3 separate regions of the Mus musculus genome follow, and all the other regions are linked to region 1. Evidence: chromatin contacts called from public Hi-C and promoter capture Hi-C data. All regions are on one chromosome and are shown on one strand. The core of a region is the stretch at or near the end of the contact, and the rest is flanking DNA. Distances in the headings are between cores, read along the strand shown.

Region 1 (5,161 bases), core at 1,368-3,867:
TATTTGACATCCTGATATTAAGGAGCAGGAGGATCTCGAAGTCAAGACCACCCTGGGCTCTGTAGTGAGGCTGCCTGCTTTAGCTACTTTTTCTACTGCTGTAACAAAACACTCCAACCAAAAGATCTTAGGAAAGGATTTATTCTGGCTGACAGCTTACGGCCTGTCATCAAGGGCAGCCAAGGGGGAAGCTAGAGGCAGGAAGTAGAAACCATGGAGGAAGGCTGCTCACAGTCTTGTCCAGCTACCCTGTTCTAAACGGTTCAGGTCCATCTGCCTAAGGGTGGCACCGCCCTTAGTGGGCTGGGCCCTCCCACATCAATTGGCAATCAAGAAAATGCACAGACATACCCACAGGCCAATCTGATGGAGCTAATTTCTCAACTGAGAGCTCTTTTCCTAAGTGCCTCAACTTGACACTCAAGATTAGCCATCACACTATCTTGAGCCAGTCATACATACACACACACACACACACACACACACACACACACACACACACACACATTCCCCTGACAGTGTGATGCAGCCAGGATCCCTCACTAGAATCTGCCATGCTGTTTGAACTTCCAGTCTCCAAAACTGTGAATTAAATACATGTTTTCTTTACTCCCTTCCCCTCCAAAAAAGTAGCCTCGAATTCCACTGGAGTTCCAATCGCCCACAGCAGGCAATACTAACTAACGTCCTATCTGTTCTGTTCTGTTTTGTTTTCAAAGGAGCTGGGGATGGAATCCAAAGCCTTTCGTAAGCTCGGTACCGCATGCTCCCAGATCCTCAGCAGTGGTTTCTAGGCAAATGCTCTTCCACTGAGTCATACCCCAGCTTCTCACTGGTGTGAATTCTGAGTAATCAGTCTGCTATCTAACCACAACTTCAGCCCCTCACTGAGGGGATTCTAAGTCAGGCCCAGCACTGGTAAGCTTACCCCCAACCCCCACCTTTTAATGTTTTTGGAGATGGGGGTCTTACTAAATTGCTTGGGTTGGTTTTGAACTCATGATCCTCCAGAGTAGCTGGGACTTCAAGCTTGCACCACTGTGTCTGGCTGCATGATACTTGAGACATATGGACTCCATTTGAAAATCTGTTTCTCCATTTTCCCAGCTGCTCACTTGACAACAGGGCCCAAGAACATGGGAAGGGAGCACAGCATGGAACACGGCAGGAACACGTGCATGCATGGAACATGGCAGGAACACGTGCATGCATGGAACATGGCAGGAACACGTGCATTCATGGAACATGGCAGGAACACATGCATGCATGGAACATGGCAGGAACACATGCATGCATGGAACAGGGCAGGAACACGTGCATGCGTGGAACATGGCAGGAATGCATGTATGCATGGAACATGGCAGGAACACGCACATGCATGGAACATGGCAGGTACACACATTCATCACCTCCTTCGGGTTTCCCAGAGGGAAAGGTTGGCTCCCCTTCCCTTCCCTGGGTTTCTAGCCTGCCAGGGATCCTGCAGAGAGGCAGGTGATTTGGTAGGTAACCCATCTGTGTGAAAACCCAGGGTGCGTAAGAATGTCATCACGGAGATAGCTCATGTGCACACATGTGAACACACATCCTAGTAAAACCGAGAGACAAGCAGCTTCCTTCTATGTGTGCCTAAATGTGTGTAGGCAGGAAAGAAGAGTGTTTCTGGTCCCTAGAGAACCCACAGTTAGGGGTTAGGGCTCGCCTAAGATGAGAAAGGCTATGACTCCTAAAGCATCCAGTCTACATGGTCTACCAAGAAAAGCACAAGAGTGTCACAAAGACTTTTCAATATAAGGGAGGGGAGGCCAAGGAAGAGGGGAGAGAGGGCAGAGGCTAGAACTCTGGTCTCCCCAGGGTCATGTCCAGGGTTGGTCTCTATAGGTACCTAGGGCATTTACTCCAGGCATAGGTGGCCAGCAGGCTTGGGGTCCAGGGACTTCATAATATGGATGGCTCTTTGGAGCTACAGAGCACTGCCCTGAGTAGTCGTGAATATATCAATGGACTGTCAAGGTTCGACCTGTCTAAAGCCATGCAAGGCTATTTCCCAATATTCTTGCCAGGCCTGGGGATGACAGATTAGGGAGTTGAAGAACATAAATCCAGTCTGGCCTCAATCTCCAGTCTTTCATGCATTTGACTGTTATAGTCCACAGTACCCCCCTCACGCCTTGAATAGGCTGCCCCTCTGTCTGCCACACCCTGCACACACAAGTAAAGCCAGAATGGATCAATCTCCCAGCCACACCCTTGCCCATGTCAGGGTCAGACAAGCGCTGCCTGAATACCCATTGGGGGTCACTACCCTTCTCCACCATCAGGAGATCCAGGGAGGGTCCGGTGGACAGGAGGACGGGCTCCCGACACGTCCTGGCACGGGCAAAGGTAGACTTAGGCTGTCGTCTGGCGAGAAGAGATGCTCGCTGGGGCTGGACGTCGTGGGCAGGGGTCCCTTGAAACATAGAGGAGCAGGTAATAAGCAGGGGGTGCTCATTGTGGGTAGCTATAACCATCCTCCATGCATATGGGGGTGCGACGCAGCAGCACCCTGTCTACATCCAGAGCTCCGGGACGCCCCATGACCGGAAGTGCCCCCCTCGTGGGCGCGGACAAGGCGGGGCCGGCGGGCGGCACTTCCGGTGCCCACGCGCCGCCGCCTCCTCCGCCGTCGCGCAGCTCGCGGCCGTCACTTTGTGTAGTGCGGGGGGGAGTCCCCGGTGGTCACAGCCCCCCACCCCCCACGAGTCCGTGTCTCGCTCCGGCTTGGCCGGGCCCGGGCGCGCGCGCGGTGAGTGGGGCGCGCGGATGCGGCAGGTGCGCGCGGGCGGGACGCGCGCGCTGGGGGCGGTGGCGGCGGCAAGGCTGGCCGTCATGGATGCTCGAGAGCTGGAGGCCTCCGGTGTCCGTGGGGAGATCGCGGGACTGCAGGGCCCGTCCTTGGTGGGGTCGGAGTTGCAGCTGCACGAGCTAGATCTTCCAGGCCCCTAGATCCCCCCAATACCGACCTGGGCCTGCGCGGCACGTCAGGGATGGCTTAACACCCTAGAGGGGTACAGACTCCAGCGTGGGAGGGGGCGGGCCGGGGACGTCGTGCACTGCACCTTTGCAGGGTGCTAGCGCCGCCTTCTCCAGCTTAGGGGCGGGAGCTGGGCCGGAGCCGCCCCCGCCCCCTAGAGAGACACCTTCCAAGGAGGGCTGTCATTACTCCCGCCCTAGCGCGAAGTGGAAGCTAGGTACCCTCCCCCCATCCCCCAGAGAGAGGAAGAAAAGGGAAAGACCTTGTCCTGGAGCCCTACAGCCAGCTTTGTGACATTGAGGGGCCGTGGCCTAGCCTGCTTCATCTGTAAATGGAGGCTGGCTGGACTGCTCTCTCTCTCTGCTAAATCTGTTGCCCCCGAGATGGGTGGTGGAACGCGTTGGCAGAATCTAGGGTGCATTATGTGGACACAAGAAGGGAGGGAGGAGGTGCAGGTATCAGCGAGGATCAGCCCACCTGCTCAGCCTGGGTGGGTGGCATTGGCATTTTGTTTTGGTTCTGTCGCTACTGGCTGGGCCAGGGGGCTAGCTGGCCTGGTTGAGGAGCCTGCTCTGGGGGGTCGTGGATGACCTCCAGGGAGCAACCCTGGAGAATAGGGGCTCCGGAAACTGGGCAGATGGTGAGGAGTGTAGTGAACAGGGAAAGACATTCTGGACAAAAAAGGGTCTTAAGTCAGTGGGGCTAGTGAACGGGAATGAAGGTAACTAGCCACAAGTGCGCATGCGCGAGCGTGACCCCACGCAAACATCCTTTACGTGGATCCCCTGGATTTGGGACTTTTCTGGAGTTCCTAACTTTTAACCTTTACGATTGTGTCTCTGCACACTCCTTTCTATGGACAGTGCAGCACCCCGTTCTGAGTGTCTGCAGCGCTGTGCCCTAGGCTCAGGACTTGAGTGGAAAGATGTGTTGAAGTGACACAGTGATTTTTGCCTGATGAAGCCGTGAACTTGACACTGCATTCGAATCCAGGATGAGAGGTTAAGGAGAATGGAGCAGAAAGGCGTTCTAGGGACTGATTGGCAGGAGTGGGGCTAAGAATATCCCAGGAGGAGGGGAACCCCCAGGGCCTGAGTTGCAAGAATATGAACTGACCTTCTCCTGGTCAGACTGGTTTTCAGAGCTTCTGTTCTGAATCTTGGGTCAGAGCACCTGGAGCATCAGGCTTTTCTTGGCTTCTGCCCTGTCTCCCTGTCTTCTCATGGCTTTTTTTGTTTTTTTTTTTTTTTTTTTGTTTTTTGTTTTTTTTTTTTTCGAGACAGGGTTTCTCTGTGTAGCCCTGGCTGTCCTGGAACTCACTCTGTAGACCAGGCTGGCCTCAAACTCAGAAATCCTCCTGCCTCTGCCTCCCAAGTGCGCCACCACCGCCCAGCTAGAGGCTTTTAATAGGCTTTTTTTTTTTCCTTCACTTTTTCCCTTCTTGCTCTGTCCTGACAAGCAACTCAAGGGAGGAAGTAGTTGCTTGGGCTCCCAGTTGAAAGGTACAGCCCATCACGGTGGGAGAGACACGGAGGCCACGCAGAGAGACTGATGCTGGGGCTCAGCCTGCTCTCTCCTTCTCATTCACACCAGGGCCCCAGCCTAGGGGATGGTGCTGCCCATGTTTAGGGTAGATCTTCCCACCTCAGTTAACCTAATCTAGCCACTCCCTCACAGACATTCCAGAGGCATCTTCTCTTTTGTAACTTCAGATCCTGTCAAGTGTGCAACAGTAACCATCACAGGACGGGTGCACAGACTCAATTTTATCCACTGTCCTCTCTGGTGACAGAGACTCTTCATGACTTCTGGGGTGGGTTTTAGTTTGGTGTACCCTTTCCTCAAGCTGTGGCCAGCCTATTGTGGAGTGTGACAGTTGTGCCCTCACAAATATTTTTTTAAAATTCCAGTATCCATGTCATTAACTGTAGATCTCTGGACATGTCTTTAATAAGTACTGGAGTAGCTACTGTGTGTCTGGGATAGGAATTAGGGGGAAAAATTGGGACTCTTCATCATCCCTCAGTTGAATATTCTTCAGTAAAGAAAATGTGCATGCGGCCTTGGAAGAGATGTAGCCAAGGCGATTGCCTCCTCTTCCTCCTCTTTGTGTGCAACATATGTACACAGTTTTGTGTGTGCATG
Region 2 (5,161 bases), core at 1,202-3,701, 640 kb before region 1:
AGAAGCCCCCTCTCAGTAGGGAGTTGTGTGTATTGTGCTTCCCCTGGGAAAGTCTTTCACACAACTGTTAACATCAAAATAATAGGTATAGCAGTATTTGTTTTCTAATAATCCAGTAACGTTTCTGATATAAATAGCATAAATGATTACTTCTTGTTGCTTAAAACTCTTCCAAACCATGGGCTGGAGACATGGCTCAGCGGTTAAGAGCACTGACTACTCTTCCAGAGGTCCTGAGTTCAATTCCCAGCAACCACATGGTGGCTCACAACCGTCTGTAATGGGATCAGATGCCTTCCCTCTTCTGATGTGTCTGAAGACAGCTACAGTGTACTCACATATATAAAATGAATAAATTAATCTTTATAAAAAAGAAGTTTCCCAAACTTACCAATAGTAGTAGCACCAGCATCTACACTATTTTCTATCAACTCCTTCACAGCGGTGCTTAAACTGAGTACCACCTGCCCAGAACAAATTTGATGGACTGACTTCCCATCAATAGGCTTGATGGCCTTAGCACATTCTGTACTAAAACAAAACGAAACAAACCAGTCACAAAACACAAAATCGATACTTAGACAGAGCAGATACTTCAATCTTGGTAAGTGGCTGATCTGTAACTAGTTAGCCTAACCCACTCATTATATGAACACACTCATTTCACTTGCAGATATGAATGCTCGCCAATCTTTTAACACTCGTTTAATATGTATTTAAAATTGAAACTGAAAAATCTAATTATCCATGCATCTATATGGAGGAGACCTGTTGTAACCCTCAAGGGACAGATCAATAACACAGAGTTCTTTTACAACACAGAGTTCTTCATTCTTGAAAAGTTGAATAACTTTTCAACATTAGTTTTTTTGGTTTTTTTTTTACACTTTTTTTTTTTTTTGGTTTTTTGAGACAGGGTTTCTCTGTATAGCCCTGGCTGTCCTGGACTCACTCTGTAGACCAGGCTGGCCTCGAACTCAGAAATCGGCCTGCCTCTGCCTACCGAGTGCTGGGATTAAAGGCTTGTACCACCACGCCTGGCTCACAATTCTTAAAAAGTCAAAGTTTGGTGGGAAATACTGGTTGACAAAAATCATCTTCCAACTATGTAACTATTCTCATAATTGCTTTTGAAACCTGTACCCAAATCCATGCTGCCTACACTGCTCTGATGAAAGTCCTCAGAGCTCATGTTTGAGACAAGAGTTCATTCTCAGCCTCCAAATGATAGTCCCACCTCACGACCACACTCAGCGAACGGGTTAAGTCTCTTTCTGTCCTGGCTGGCCTAGGGTAATCGCCTTTTTGTCTCCAGTTTACCCTGATTGCTACCACCAGTTTTGTTCACTCTGACACAGGTTCCAAGGTAGCCCAGAGCGCCCTCAAACTCCCTATGTCGTTAAAGGTAACTATGAACTCCTGCTGAGCCTGTTCCTGCTCGGATTATAGGTGTGGCTTGATTCCCACCAATTTCTTTTTACAATTACAAATCCAGTCGAAAAAAATCTTTAGGTTTAAATTTTTAGTGGTGCTCATTGCCTATCATATGAAGTTTGAAGTCTAGCAACGACAAGGTCCCAATCTACTATCACTAATTCCCCTACGGTTTAGTCACCATAAAAATAGTTTCCCGGCTATGAAATGCCCCATAAAAGTATAACAGAACATAGGTGCATCCTTGCAGTAACAATTTTAGGGTATTTTCCATATGGTCTGACATATAGTAGACTTCCAAAAACCCTGGTGAAATAAACCAACCAACCTCTTTTCTCTTCAATCTACCTTGCACAGAACCTCGCTGGTTATCACAGCACTCGGGTGTTTGAAGTAGGAGGATCCCGAGTTCAAAGCACTACCTCAAAAAACCAAAACAAACACTTGCACTCGTTCTAACTGCAAAGGATCTCTGGGGAAATCACAAGGTTAAAATACAGACAGCAAATTTGCATTTACAAATCTGTCACCGAATGTAACTGTGCTGGCCTTCGAAGATGTGCTTCACTGCTATGATGCCGCCTGTGAACACTACACCAAACGCACAGAAGCACCTCAATATAATAAAAGTTAAAAACCCTATTGACTGCAAGATCAGCGTGAGCCTTTAAGCCTCCCTCCCCAAGTCTTCAAGAATAAAGACTCAATAAATAAACAAACAGCGGAAACGAATTTTGTCTACGGCGACTGATTTTCGTGCTGGGTTTCAAGTGCACGGCCTGTGGCGGGAGGATGCCGAGGAAATAGCTTCCTCACAGAGGACCCGGTCCAGTCCGCGAGCTTGCCCGCCTCGCGCCTCAGCCACTTCCGGTCCTTTCAAGAGACCGGGATACCGGGAACTCTATAGAATGCGCCCGGAGACCACAAGTCCAGCTCACCTCACGCCTTCGGTTTGCTCCATGGATGCAGGACTCCTCCAGTCACAGTCACCGCGGGAGAGTTGGCGCTGCCGCTCTCGGGAAAAGACGCGTCTCCTGGAACACCCATTGGTTGCTTTTGACATATGATCCGCCCCTTCCGGGCGGGCTAGCGAAGGCATGCCAAGACCTCTTTACCGGTGATTGGCCAACTCAAAGGTCAAGTTGGTGACGTTAGACCAGCCCGGCCAATGAAAGCTCGGGGACTTCATTTTCCGGAACGCCAGCAGCAGAGTCAGAAAGAAGGCGGCTGCTGTCTGAGGTGGCCTTGGGTGGCTTCTGAGCGTTCCTGTCCCTCGCCCGCTACCTTCCTTGGGTTCCCACCATGCCGATGTACCAGGTAAAGCCCTATCATGGAGGCAGCGCACCTCTGCATGTAGAGCTTCCAACCTGCATGTACCGGCTCCCCAACGTGCACAGCAAGACCACCAGCCCCGCCACCGACGCGGGCCACGTGCAGGTAGGAGCGTGCGGCCCCTGCCTGGTGCGCAGGCGCCGTTCGTGCCGCGCCGCACCCTGCCCTATCCCTCGTCCAGTCTAGCGCGCCGGCGCTGTGTCTGCCTAGGGTCCCGGTCCCTTCTGCGGCCGGGTCCGACAAAATCCTCCTAGATGAGTGCTGCTGTGGGTTCCTGTCACGATCTCCAGGCGCACAGAAAAGTGAACAACACGAAAAATGCTCATTCGGAGGAATTTTCAGAGCGATCCCAGGGTTACCATAACCCAGGTTGACGGGTTTAGTGCCCCATCCTTCCCAGTTTAACTTTTCCACAAGAGGTCCCGACTTTTACTGTAGTTATGTGTTGTTTTTTTCGCGGTTAGGTTGTGGAGGCTATCTTTAAGCTATATAATCTTGATGGTCTGGAAACATAGTATGTGTTCTGTTGTCTGGCATACTGTACAAGATTTTGTTATAACGATAGTGAGTGATCTTGTTCCTGGCCACACCCCGCTTATTTATCTGCCCGGTCCTCACTCATGGGCGCTGGAATTTATAGACTAGCTAACATAAATAGCCTGTATAGGAATGGAATTCCTGGCCCAGTGGGCAGGTTTGCCTTCCACTTTTTAAGTTCTTTTTCAAAGCGGTTATACAGGTTTAAGCTGTTACCAGCAGGATAATGGAGACATCCTAATGTAGTTTTAATTTGGATGTCTCCAGTTTCTAAGTAAGTTGAGGTCCTTTTTCGTGTTTCCTGGCCATGGGAGTGTGGGGCAGAAACAGTGCCTTTGTAGCCCAGGCTGTCCTGGGATTCTTACAGCCAAAGATAATCTTGAGCCCTTTCTCCACCAGTGGAGAAAGAGCTTCCAAGTGCTGGGGTTAGAAGTGTGTGCCTGCCTAACTCAGAACAATTATCTTACCATGCTTATCACTATTGTTTGATCTCATTTTCTTTCTTTCTTTTTTTTTTTTATTTTGGTTTTTCGAGACAGGGTTTCTCTGTGTAGCCCTGGCTGTCCTGGAACTCACTCTGTAGACCAGGCTGGCCTCAAACTCAGAAATTCACCTGCCTCTGCCTCCCACCATCTCGTTTTCTAAAGACTAAAATTTGTTAGGTCTCAAATGGCTAACTGAGGTGCCCTTTAACATATCAAAGCAGACACTGGCCCTCAGGTCCACCCAGCACCCCTCAGTCTCTACCAGTGACAGGGCCTCCTGGTTGGTTTACCCCATCCCCTACCCTGAAATCTCCAGCCCAGAACTGAGCAGGGCTTCCCTCTCCCTAGCTCCTCTGGCTGCTACATAACTAAGCCGTTTGGCTATGCCAACGTCCCAGCTCAGGCTGGCCACGTTCACTCCGGACTCTCCAGCTGTCCCTGCCTCTGCTCTCCCTTTTATCTACAATAAACTTTACCCTCCAACCTTAGGAGTTGTCGCGCTCTTCCTTTTACGTTCTTCCCCACCCCTTTCAGTTTTCTACTGATTATCTATCGCAGCCCAGATTTCCAGCAGATAGAAAATGGGGCATTTTGGATAAATACGTAAAGAGATGCCGCTGTGGGCATCTCCTGATCCTTGTCATCCCTGATTTTGCCTACACTGGGAGAGAAGTGGTTAATTCAGAACCTGGTGGTATTAACAGTTGTCCAGCTGCGGAACTATGAAAACAAGAGCAGACATGGATCAGTGGTCCGTCAGCTAGACGCCGTCTTGGCCCCATAAGTGAGCATCTGAGTTTGACCCCTGGAATCTACATGGAAGGAAAGACTCAATGCCCCTGTGCTGTCCCCTGACCTCCAGTCACATGTGCACACATAATAAATGTAGAAAAACGAAATAAAGCCTATAGCAACTGTGATTGGTTTCTTAATGCATGCCAGACTGTACTTGGCAAAGAGGATGCGTTGGTACAAAGGATGAGCTGTTGGCTCTCTGTGGAGTTACTCTCTCAGTAGTGACTGCTCCAGATGACCAAGATAGGAGAATGCCAGTGCTGCCTTAAAGCAGTGCTCAGACTTGATCACTTGCTCCAGGGAGAGGCTTCCAAACTGGAGGGTGCTTCAAAGCCTGAGTTCCAGGCTGAAAGACATGGCTCACTGCTTAACACCTTTCTGCTCTTGCAGGGAGCCTGGATTTGGTTTTCAGAACCCATAGAGAGACTTACAACTGACTGTAATCCTGCTACCAGGATATCCTATGCTCTCTGCTCTCCTCCAGGCACAGTGGTACACACACGCACAGACAGACATGCAGGCAAAACACCTATACACATAAAAATAATTTTTAAAACCTTGAGGTCCTTTCTCCCCTT
Region 3 (5,161 bases), core at 1,930-4,429, 570 kb after region 1:
ACCTCAGGGTCATTCTATTCATTCACTCCTCACCCATTGGTTTACTTGTTTAAATATATTTTGTGGGACTGAGGGCAAAGCTCAGAGACACACAAGCTATACAGGGGCTCTACCACTGAGCCACACCCCCAGCCCCTCACTGGGGGATTCTAGGCAGGGGCTCTACCACTGAGCCACGCCCCCAGCCCCTCACTGGGGGATTCTAGGCAGGGGCTCTACCACTGAGCCACACCCCAGCCCCTCACTGGGGGATTCTAGGCAGGGGCTCTACCACTGAGCCACGCCCCCAGCCCCTCACTGGGGGATTCTAGGCAAGGGCTCTACCACTGAGCCACACCGCAGCCCCTCACTGGGGGAATCTAGGCAGGGGCTCTACCACTGAGCCGTACAGATCAAAGTCTTACCACAATGTTTCTTGCTCCAGTTCAGATCTACCAGCCCTTATTTTGAAGGGAAGGGAATCTGTGCCTGGGCAATGCCCCGTGTGCATGGAGTGCCTCACTTTTCTTCCTTTAACTTTTGTCAGATGAATTTTCAAACTCTGTTCCAATTTTTATGTGATAATGAGAAGATGCACACTCTTCCTAGAGCATGCAACGTGCATAGTGATGATAACATTTGACCGGTGGACCCAGACCACGGACAGAGACAGCCTGTCTTTCTCACCAAGCACATGTGAGAGAAGCCATGGAAGAAGCTGGAGGCCCCACCTCTAAAAGATGCCACCTTTAAGAAGTACACTGATCACTTCTGGACCTGTGTCACCAGTGTGCCCTGTGCCACAGCCACCTGCTTTCATTTCTTTACCAGGTCTTCATTTCTGCAGCTCTGCTACCTCAGTTTACCTCTTATCCAGATCCCCAGGTGAGATCTTCCCGGCAGTTAGGAAATCCTGCTCCTGGGTATGTCATCTCTGCATCCTCTAACTCTTGACAGAGTGGTGTTCGGGTCAGAGACTGAGATGTGCTCTCCTTGGAGCCTTGGAGCCTGCAGCATACTTAAGATCTGGGACCTAAGGAACTCTACACCGATCGGTAATGATCCAGGACTCATGGTCAGTGGACAAGAGGCAGGAAACTTGTCTCTGAGTGCTAGGAAGGAAGGTGAAGCTCCCCTCCCGTCACTCTGGTCCTATCTGGATTCGGGAGAGGCTTAGAAGGGTTTAAGGCATAGCTGGCCTGGGCTTGAGTGACAGTGACATTGGGTACAACCCCAGTCTTGTCGGTCACTCGGCATGCAGATCCCTGATCTCCAAAGAGTCTGGGTTAGTGAAGGCTTAGAGTTACCGGGTCAGACTACTGCCTGCCAACCTTAGACAGGAGGGGCTGGGGAAGGGGGGCACTGTTGGAACGCCATTCAGTGTCCCCTGGTCCACCTGGAACGGAAGCTCAGTCCTGGAGGACACCCGGCTCCTCTTCAGTAGGGGTTCCCATGATGCAGTCTCCCAGACAGCGTGAGAGGTTTCTGCCTGGCTGAGGCCACACCATCCGGGAAGGCGGACGTGTTCGGCATCCTGCCAGGCTGCTTGCTCTGGCTCAGTCAGCGTGGCGGGCAGCTGCCACCTACACTGTCCCCATGGCTTTCATCTCTCTCCTTTCCCAGCCCCCAACATGCAACATCCAGGGTCTCAGGTCCCTCCTCTCCTACATCCACTTTAATTAAAATTCAAGGGCATACAGATAGACATTGGAAGGGAAGCTCTTCTCCATGCTCCTGACTTCGGACCCCTCAGTGCTTGTCACGAAAGCATTGTGGATGATACAGGACATTTATTTAGTTTTCAGACCATCCTTGGCACCAAACACCCACCTAGAGGGTGAGAGAGTACTTCACAAAGAGGGACTGGGTGGTTGCTAGGAAAAATTTAGCTACGCACACTTGGCGTTTTAATAGTGATGCAAGCCACCCCTAAGTACCCTGTGGGTCAAAGAGGGCTCCGAGCTCTCAGTAGTCCTGTAAAACTAGGCACACAACACCAGTCTGAAGAAGAGATAACCAAAAAGGCAGAGGAGGGCCAAACCCACAGCCAGACAGCTCTAACTGAACCCTGACCCGGCTGACCACCACTGGCCTCTCTCAGATGCTGTAGGGATTGTCTCTCAGGCTGCTTGCCCCACATGTGCAGTCGGCAGAAGAGGCAGAAAAATTACATTTCACTTGGAAAGCCAGCCTGCTCAACCTCCTCGGGCCTTGAACTTCTGGCTCCAGCCACAAGTCTTGTTTACTAAGATGCCCTTGGATGCCCCTGTCCCGTGCCCAGACGTTGTTTAGGGAGTCTCCCTCAGCATCCTAAGGCTCCACTCCCCGCTGCAGGATTGTGGGTTTTGAGCTACTTTGGGCAGCTCCTCTGAGTGCCAGGGGACAGATGACTGTAACATCAATGCCACAGACTGGTCAAGGCCTGGGATGCCCGCAGGGCAGAGGGGTAGCCCAGGCCCATCTCTCTCCATGCTTTAGGTTCCTGCACAGTCCGGACACTAGCAGACCTTGATGTTTCTTCCGCAGGAAGCACTAGCAGTATCAAACTTGGACCCCGGCCCACAGGGCCACCAGCAAAGAGAGACTTCAGGGGCAACTCGGAGGTCGTGACCCAGTGCCCAGGCCCCGCCTCTGTCATAACCTTTTTCAAAACTAGAAGGAAGCTGGCTGGGCAGAAGGGCGTGATGGAAGGAGATGGGTCCGGAAGGAACTTCAGGTGCAAGGTCCCCTGAGGTGTGACCAAGGGAGGACATAATGCCGTGATCCGGCTCGGCCAAGGCCACCCGCGTCTGTCCCCTTCTAGAGCCTGCGTCCCGCCCTCGCAGCTCGGATGCAGGGGATCTTGCACTGTGCGAGGGTACCCATCCTCCCCGGACAAGGGGTGCGGCAACCATCCGGTGCCTGGGAGGGCGGAAGGGAGAGGCGGCGCGACTGGGGCCGCGCGCCGCAGACAAAGGCTCCGACAGGTCCCCGCCGGCGTCTCCCTGCCACCTCCGTGGCGACACTCACCTCGGGCGGCCCCAGGCTGGGATCCTCGCTGCCTGCCTGCCGCCCGCGCCCGGACCCTTTGCGCTGTGCCCCGCTTCTCGAGGCTTGGGACCGGGCGCGGCGGGCGTCCTGCTCGGTGTCCCGGTCCGCGGGCCCGGGTCCGTGAGCGCGTGCTGGGGGCGCAGCAGCTGCAGCGAGCTAGCCCGGCCCACGCCCCGCCCGCCCTCCTAGCTCCGCCCTCCTAGCTCCGCCCACCGCGTGACTCCGCCCAAGTCCCGCCTCCAACCACACTTTTCACCATCCAGATGCCCCGCCCACCCTCGTGGCCCCGCCCCTCACACCCCGCCCACTCCACAGGGCTCCACCCAGGTCCGGCCTCCAGTGGGGCCTACGGCCACTCAGTCTCCCAGTCTCCCTGCCCACGCTACATCCACTCTGTATAAATCCGCCCCTAAACCCCTCTTTCTCTCCTATACACTCCGCCCAATCTCTACCTGCGCTCTCCGCCCCTGGCCCTACCCAGTCTTTACCATATTCCCCGCCCCATTTTCTTTACCTATGCTCCACTCACTCTATATGACCCCGCCTCTGGCTCCGCCTCTGAACTGCCCACTCTAATGCCCCCAAGCCTCTTTGCTGTCTTCACCCTCGTTCCTTCTGTGCCCTTAGCCAGCCCCAACCCAGACCACAGAGCCTGCCCCCTTTCCCTGCCTTCCTCTCCGCTGGCCCTAGCCTCACCTCTATTCTTTCTTCACCCCTATTCCTTCCCCGCTTCCCTTGATGCGTGCTGGGCCCTTCTTCCATCCCCCTCTTCCCCTGCTCCTACTTCATTTGCCTAGTTCCACCCCCATTATTCCCACATGCTCCACTCTCCTCCTCTGGGCCCACTTCGTCCCACCTACCTGGCCTCACCTCTAGCCCTCATACATGACTTCTTATTCACTACCTGCTAGCTCCGCCCCATCACTTCCCTGTGCCACGCCCCCATGGCCCCTCCCACAGCCTTCACACCAGCCCTGCCTCTCTGCCCCGCCTCCCACTCCCATGCTTGTTTCCCCCACACTACCACTCCCCGACGGCGTGGACTCATCCTATGCTGGACCGTGGCTTTCAGCATAAGCGCTGCCTCTACCCATTCACACTCCACTTGTCTTTGCCCACTTCTCTCCACTCTCAGGTTACAGTATCTGACAGTCTAGCATACAGGAAGGTTTGGTGTCTTAGCTGGCCGTCCTCACTTCTCAGTCCCTTCACGATTCTTGCCAGGCTTAGTCTCCTGGAGCTCTAGGTGATCTGCGACAATCTGGGGCTGGCACTGATTGCTTCAGTAGGGCCTATTCTGACCCTGGTCCTGGCCACATGCCCCATGGGGGCCATAAAGATAAGACCAGGAATTAAGTGGGAACAGTACCCTAAGTCCTTACAAACTGGGACCTGTTAATGGGGGCCAGGAGTCTTCAGGACCGAGGCACAGAGAGATGCATTTGTCTGGATACCCCTCCTCTTGCCTGCATTCCCACTTCTTCGTGGAAGCCTGCTTGGTTCTACCCATGCCTGGGGGCTTTCTTGTCATCTTGCTAGCCTCTCTCTCACAGAGCAAAGTTCCTAGAAGTGTCTGTTTTTTTTTAATGGTCTCTTCTTACCGTAGTTCAGGTTGGTCTAGGATTCAGGGTTCTTGTGCCTCAGCCTCTAGAGTGTTGGAATGACAGGTGTGTATTACCATACATACCAGGGAACAGTGTGTGCCCCCTGACCTTCTTTCACAACTCTGTAAGCCACAGAGGTGACCTGTTGGAGGCTCCAGTGAGTTATAACAATGTCAATGTGCAAGCCCCCAAGGCTTTGCATAGTCTACAGCTCTGGGGGTATGATTGTAGCTCAGTACTATTTAAACTACGTGTGGTGCCTCATGTCTGTTATCCCAGCACTTGGAAAGTGCAGGCAGGTTGAGGCCAGCCTGGGCTACAGAGACCCTGCCCTTACTCCTACCCCACCATGGAACTAAAGGAGGAAGGAAAGGAGAGAAGGAAAGAGTGAAGGAGAGAGAGTGGGAGAGAGAGAGAGAGAGAGAGAGAGAGGGAGAGAGAGAGAGAGAGAGATGGAGTCAAGACATGAAATCAGGCAGGGACAGGAAGTAGTTGGGGATATATTTTGTCAATGAAGGGGACAAGACTAGATCCCATTTTAATGTCTT

What was found. Promoter capture Hi-C pulls out the DNA fragments that hold promoters and counts their contacts. Hi-C and Micro-C count contacts between places; a contact is called where the count stands out from the background.
Region 2: a contact with region 1 is called in a Hi-C map of the G1E-ER4 cell line, with 5 times the contacts expected there. The contact joins the promoter of Pms2 here to the promoter of Zfp316 in region 1. A contact is called at or near these places in 3 of 39 promoter capture datasets (cranial neural crest, embryonic stem cells and liver), 1 of 484 Hi-C or Micro-C datasets (the G1E-ER4 cell line), 1 of 115 datasets of contacts at active chromatin or transcription factors (the 230-238 cell line) and 1 of 9 other capture datasets (liver).
Region 3: a promoter capture Hi-C map of liver shows a contact between it and region 1, with 2.8 times the contacts expected there. The contact joins the promoter of Slc29a4 here to the promoter of Zfp316 in region 1. A contact is called at or near these places in 2 of 39 promoter capture datasets (cranial neural crest and liver) and 1 of 115 datasets of contacts at active chromatin or transcription factors (bone marrow-derived macrophages).

The regions. Positions count from the first base shown.
Region 1 is chr5:143,267,478-143,272,638 of GRCm38.p6, reverse strand. Zfp316 (zinc finger protein 316) reads left to right here and starts at 2,617. Exons shown (of 7, transcript NM_017467.3): 1 at 2,617-2,788.
Region 2 is chr5:143,907,291-143,912,451 of GRCm38.p6, reverse strand. Pms2 (PMS1 homolog2, mismatch repair system component) reads right to left here and starts at 2,451. Exons shown (of 15, transcript NM_008886.2): 1 at 2,373-2,451; 2 at 392-531. The coding sequence starts at 2,395. It overlaps Aimp2 (aminoacyl tRNA synthetase complex-interacting multifunctional protein 2), which reads left to right and starts at 2,613. Exons shown (of 4, transcript NM_001172146.1): 1 at 2,613-2,871. The coding sequence starts at 2,737.
Region 3 is chr5:142,700,119-142,705,279 of GRCm38.p6, reverse strand. It overlaps Slc29a4 (solute carrier family 29 (nucleoside transporters), member 4), which reads right to left and starts at 3,179. Exons shown (of 11, transcript NM_146257.2): 1 at 2,989-3,179.